2 separate regions of the Bicyclus anynana genome follow, and region 1 is linked to region 2. Evidence: chromatin contacts called from public Hi-C data. All regions are on one chromosome and are shown on one strand. Each heading gives the region's core, a stretch centred on a gene start, on an enhancer-like site or on the middle of the called end of the contact. The rest is flanking DNA. Distances are from core to core; before and after follow the strand shown.

Region 1 (3,153 bases), core at 282-2,781, 56 kb before region 2:
AGTCTAAAGTCTCATTAAAAACTACAACTAAGATTATGAAATACAAACTATTACTAGCGAACTCCCACCATATGGAATTTAGTTTCTTACAAATCCCTTGGGAACCATGGATTTTTCATCCCTGTAAGGGTGTTTAGTAAGTATACATTTATTACTCTGAGCCTGCATACAGAGCCCTTCAAAAATCCTCTATTCCTTTGTTCACTTCAACTGCTGTTATTCCTGACATTCCCACAACTGCTGTTTCCATTCCTGTGGGAATATCAGGATCAAACAGCCTATCACATTGACAAAAAAGGTTAAGACTATCAATAAGAAAAGAGTTTTCAAAATTAGTTAAGTACATCCAGAGATTACATACTACAAACCTTACCTCTTTATCATATTAGTATAGATGTTACACAAGAAATAAATTCAATACCTTAGCTCCTTCACAAACATCTTCAGCCTTGCACTGGGATCTCTAGATGTGGTGATCATAATCTTAGGGTCGTCAACACCAGCATATCTGTACTCGTCGTCCTGTGAGTTCATAGTGTTTGCTCCCCCACTGAAGCCACCTATCACTGCTGCTCTTTCCGGACCTATATTATCAGTAAGTATAATAATACTTTTCCAATATAGTAATTCATAAAAATGATCTGACTATTCTATCTATGTAATGATGGAAAAACTATCACAAGTCGGCCAATTGCCGCTGATTGCCGTCAATCCAACTTGTGATAGTTACTTGCATTACAGATTAAGTGAAACCTTGCCAAACCAGTAACCATTACTGGTTGAAAGGTTTATAAGCTATACTTTGTAAAAAAAATAGGATAAGTGTAACCCTACATTAAGTTATAATATCAACCTCAGATGCCAAAGAGCTTCCCTTAAGCCCTTCAAACACTTCCTCAGTAACAGAATAATTAAATTGTGGAATAGACAGCCTGAGGATGTGATAAACGCAAAATCACTAAATGCGTTTAAGAACCGGCTGGATAAATATATGAAGCAATTAGAAGCACAAAGATATAGGCACATCAGCGAAAGCTGTCTATAAATATAATAATATGCCAGCCTATAAATATAAAAATAATAATAATTTCGTGAAGAATTCGTGGTTTTTTTCGTATAATATTATGTTTTAGTAGAAACATAGGTTATATACTAAACATAAGTCAAGTGGTAATCTTTATTAAAATTCTAAATCAACAAGGGAAATAACCATTCAAGTTTACCTTTGTCTTCATATTCTATTCTCTTCTGCAGAGCGATAGCTTCTTTCCGTAAATCTCCATGTATAGGGATGTTTTCTTCCAAACTACGTTTGAGTTGATCCTTCTTAGCTTGTATACTCTTCTGTTTTTCCTCCGCAGATTTTCTGAACAAATATTCACGGCGCAATCGCGCCTGCCGTCGTAGCATATTTGCACTTTGTTTGTCACTTAATAATTGATTATTTTCGTATTTTATTATAAAGTTTTATAAATCTTCGGTACACAGAAACATGTTTTGAATTTTTGATTTTTGTTGACATTGACAACTTTGACTTTGACAATCTTCGCGGCACAGCACGTGTTGAATGACGTTTGCGTTTAGTTATTGCAGTTTAGAAAAAGTAGAATATTTTTAGACCAAAATACGCATATTTTAATTCACTATATAAAAATTATAATTGGATAAAAGCATGTTTTAATACATAATTGTCGAAAATGGTGACTGAAATATCTACCTTGTGAGTATAGTGAAAATATAAAACGCTTAACATGAAATGCAAAATCAAAACGCAATTTGTGTTGCAAGGTTATACATACAAAAATGTTGCCTAGAGTAAAATTAATTCATATAAAATGGGAGTTTTAGGTATTTTAAAATATTATTGAATATCTTACCTTCATGAGCTTCCTCAACTAATAAGCGGTAATGAGGCTTTATATCAATGTTGTGAGTGTGAAAAATATCAAAAAGATCATTTATGTCTTCTTCTGAATTACGAGGTCTAATATTGAATACATCACCTGGGCTATACTCAACTTTATCATCTTCAGTTGTTTTAAATGTTATTAGTCTCACATCCTGAAAGAAGACCACATTTATGACCACACTCTAGTACACACACACACACACCACAGAAAAATCTAGTTAGTAATAGAGTTTGGCTAATGAAAGTAGAGACTGAGTGAAATCACCCACTAAATTATAAAATTCATTTAATAAAAATAAAATAAATTATTTTTCATTAATTTTTATAAATTTGTTTAAATTATTTTTTTGTGTATGAATACATTACTAGTTAAAGTATAAGTATTAAACTCAGTTATTCCAATATTTGCACTATAATATTGAGAATTTATTCCAGTTTTTTTTTTAATTTGGCAGGCAATTTCAGACTCAATTTCCTATCGGAAACAGTCTGAATATGAACTTATTAACAACAACTTATACATGAAGACCTGCAGCTAGCATCTGTCACATCAAGAAGTAGGACCAAGTCAATATTTACAATTTTGTAAATTGATACAAAAAATAAATCATAATTTGTACTCTATGGAAAATCATTAAATCATAAATATCAACAAGCTTGGTGTCTTCTATTATCTGAACACAACACACTTACAGAATGCTGATCCAATCAGTGTGATAATAATCTATCCAGATTCATGGATAATTCAAAAATATTATATATCATTAAAAATACAACAGAAGGTACCTGGAAATGTGTATCATGTGTTGTCCTGAAGTTTTGTTCTATTTCCAAATAATGTGCCTTTAAAAAATTATCTGTATGACCGCTGGCAAAATAAATATCTTTGTTTATGGTATGACCATTCTCACAATCTCCTTGCTTCAGCAAAGAGACCTTCCAGCGAGGAATGAATGATGTACTTAAAGTGTTAATAGGTATTTTATGAAAATATTCTTGCAATTTGGTAAAGAACTCTTTGGTCCAGGGTATTAACACTGCATCATGGCCCAAGTCATGTTGGTAGTCACATAGAGCTGAAAGATAAACCAAAAAGAGTATAGACAATGATAGGCAAAGGTCCTAACAGAATTTGTTACACTTGCTACCTACAGTATAAACTTTCAAGGCAAGAATGAATAGTAATGAAAAGTAGCATCTTCTAGTGAAACATGCTCTAATTTAGACTATTTTCCATAACAGTT
Region 2 (3,490 bases), core at 211-2,710:
AAAGATGGCACACTAGACATCTGTCGAGCGTGTCATCGTCCTGTTACATCGAGTTAGCGGTTAAATTCAAAAATACCCAAGGAATCAATAAATGAATTCGTTTTTTTTTCTAATTTTCTCGCATTTTTTCCCACGGAAAAATAGGCAGTGGACAGCCGTAGACAAAAAAGTAAATAGACGGCAAGATTGTATCTATCGCATTCCCTTTTAAAAGAGGACAACTTATGCGTGGAGATTTTGTAAGGAAACAAAGATTTATTACTATAGTAGAATGGGATTATTATCTGTTGAACGGCCATACAGGATCAGTGGCACATTCAATGTAATCTATGGTGGCACACTTTTTAGCGTCCCACCGTGGTCCCACCGCATAATGAAGAAACAACATTTTTAAGCTAACAATATGAAAGAACGAGACACACCGCATCTCCTCGAGCTTCCTTGACAGGTCGGATTTGCCTCTCTTTAGAGTCCAAAGGAAAATATATTTAGTGTCCTAATTCATCATCATCATCATCATCATCATCATATCAGCCGATGGACGTCCACTGCAGGACATAGGCCTTTTGTAGGGACTTCCAAACATCACGATACTGAGCCACCTGCATCCAGCGAATCCCTGCGACTCGCTTGATGTCGTCAGTCCACCTGGTGGGGGGTCGGCCAACACTGCGCTTACTAGTGCGGGGTCGCCATTCCAGCACTTTGGGACCCCAACGTCCATCGGCTCTTCGCACTATGTGCCCCGCCCATTGCCACTTCAGCTTCGCAACTCGTTGAGCTATGTCAGTGACTTTGGTTCTTCTGCGGATCTCCTCATTTCTGATTCGATCACGCAGAGATACTCCTAACATAGCTCGTTCCATCGCCCGCTGTGTGACTCTGAGCCTTCTTATGAGGCCCATAGTTAGCGACCAAGTCTCGGAACCATAGGTCATCACTGGCAACACGCACTGTTCGAAGACTTTTGTCTTCAGGCACTGAGGAATTTCGGACGAAAAGATGTCGCGAAGTTTCCCGAATGCAGCCCAGCCGAGTTGGATTCGACGGTTCACCTCTTTCTCGAAATTGGACCTACCTAACTGGATCATATGTCCTAGGTATATGTATTCGTCTACAATTTCGAGTGCAGCGTTCTCAACTATAACTGGGTGGAGCGATACATGAGCATTACACATTATTTTTGTTTTGCCCATGTTCATTTTCAGGCCCACCTGTTGAGAAACGCTGCTGATGTTATATTTTCCTTTGGACTGTGTCCTAATTAATGAAGTCCAATTTCTATTCACACATTTTTCCAGTACGCTATCCTAGTTTTTAAATAAAATCCTTGGGTTTAAATGTTCCACGATGATGGTGATTGACACAAACGGCTAAAAAGATAGTGATTGATGTCACTTGACAGCTCGACTTATTTATATTTTATATATTTGACGTCCGTGACGGATGGATAAAAGCAACCAAAATTATATTACAGTCTGTGGCATATTAAACCTTCATTTGACGTTTGTCATATTTATGGTCTGTGGTATCTACTATCTATCAATATTTTGTCTTTTGTTTTGTATCATTTTGAATATAAATAATTTAACTAAAATTATTAGAGAAACCCACAAAAATGGTGAAACTGGGGAAAAATAAACTTAAAAAGCTTAATAAGCTTACCAAAAAGCAGAATGCCTCGCCGTCTAACAAGATAATAAAAACGAAACATAACCTGGAAAAAAAAGTTACGTTTCAGAAAGAAATTCTACTGAAAGAATCTGTGAAGACTGAAGATCTGGTCAAAACTGTGAAATCGAAAACCGATATGCTGAAAAACCTCTCTAGAAATTCACATAAAAATATAAAAGAAGAGAACAAGGTTATCACACCAAAACTTAAACCAGTTGAAAAAAAGAAGAGACGTCAGAAAACGCAGGTTTGCGACACGAAATTAATTCTTAATTTAATGAAGAAAAAGTTTAATGATAACAGAGAACTGGGCAACATGAACTAAGACAATATAATTTGAAGTTTACTATTAACACTTCACATCATTATATAGTCATAAGATCCATATTAGAAACAATCTTCACACATTAGTGAAAAGTGTTTCATATCAAAAGAGATCATTCACACTCCATAGCCATATATTCCAGGCTCTTTTTGAAAGTGTCGGCCAACAAAAAAGAAATGGCACAGAACTTGTGACAATATGTATCATTTATTTTGTTGGTGGACACTTGCAAAACTCAATAAAATGCAGAGCAACCTTAAAATATTTGTGCCATACCTACCTGTCCACCAGAGCGGAGCAAGGAAGCGTAGCGGAGAAACTGACTAATGCGGAGTTGCATACTGTCTGTCCATCAGAGAGGAGTAGAGCTGCAGACTATGTTAAATAAATAAATTTCAATATATTTAACCGGTAAGCTAAGCGGGGTTAAATAAATTTTTAATTTTTATACGAAATTTTAAACTAGCTTGCAAATCCCTGTCCACTTAGGAAGAGCAGAGATTTTGTGCAATAATATATAATTAGTTTTTCTCAGTTTCTCAACGCTGCCTCCCTTTTCTCTAAATTGGCACCTTTAACAATACATATCAGTGTTTTTTCTGGCAGCCACTTTTGAAAATTAACAAAATATATGGAATTGACGAATAACTTGGTTCAGTGCCATCTTAAAACTTTTCTGCTATTCCTCAAAATGGCCAGTTCTAAAAATTTGTACCAATTTTTTGGCACTTTCAAAATGATCTTTATTATGTTAAAAAATATTTTGTGAGTATGTTGCCCAAAAATTTCCTTGCCTAACCAGTATAAACTATCATTATTGATCTTGCTTATTTCATTGTCTATGTAATTAGTTGAGACATGTGCCAAATAAACTAAAACATGACATGGGCAGATTAAGTAAATAATGTTTAGACAGTAAAGATAAAGCCTAAGAAACTATTAGCATAGCTTAGCTTGTAATGTAAGCAATATACAGGGTGTTCAATATATTCTGAGGAGTTAAATTCATTGTGGATAAAGGGAATTTAAAGGGAATCATTGAAGGGCAAAGACTTTATAGCCAACTTCAAAAAAAAAGAAGAGGTTATAAATTCGTTGAAATCTTGTTTTTTCATGTATGTTCACTGATTACTTGAAGACGGCTGAACCAATTTGAAAAATTCCTTTTTTGTTTGAAAGGGTATGCTTTAGAATTGGTCCCATAGTAATCATGTCAGGATCTGATGAATCCGATATTTGAGAAATTGAGGGGAACTTTCAAATATTATTTCTTATAAAATAGTATCTTGGGTTTACTGCTTTAAAGTGGTCTATAGTGAAAAAAACTTTTAAACAATCATTGTATGTAAGTTTCCTTTAATTATACAAGAATTAAAATATTTATGAAATAAACACAAATAATTTCATTATTTATTAATATAAGTACATTATGTATTTGCTGGTTACATAATTAAAATACTGGGCCCATATAATTTATTGACACTAATGCAA

Evidence for each region. Hi-C and Micro-C count contacts between places; a contact is called where the count stands out from the background.
Region 1: a contact with region 2 is called in a Hi-C map of whole larva, with 2.3 times the contacts expected there. The contact joins the promoter of LOC112043998 here to the enhancer-like site in region 2. A contact is called at or near these places in 2 of 2 Hi-C or Micro-C datasets (whole body and whole larva).

What each region holds. Positions count from the first base shown.
Region 1 is chr24:1,878,681-1,881,833 of ilBicAnyn1.1, reverse strand. It overlaps LOC112043998 (U3 small nucleolar ribonucleoprotein protein IMP4), which reads right to left and starts at 1,531. Exons shown (of 6, transcript XM_024079712.2): 1 at 1,224-1,531; 2 at 422-584. The coding sequence starts at 1,410. It overlaps LOC112043997 (NADPH-dependent diflavin oxidoreductase 1), which reads right to left. Exons shown (of 7, transcript XM_024079711.2): 2 at 2,696-2,985; 3 at 1,878-2,061.
Region 2 is chr24:1,821,836-1,825,325 of ilBicAnyn1.1, reverse strand. It overlaps LOC112044009 (nicotinamide/nicotinic acid mononucleotide adenylyltransferase 1), which reads right to left. Exons shown (of 8, transcript XM_024079724.2): 8 at 3,388-3,490. Among protein-coding and RNA genes, the nearest start is that of LOC112044009, 23 kb to the right of the region's middle. Within about 2 kb of position 1,460, at least 6 of the 8 cell types and tissues checked have open chromatin away from gene starts, as enhancers often do.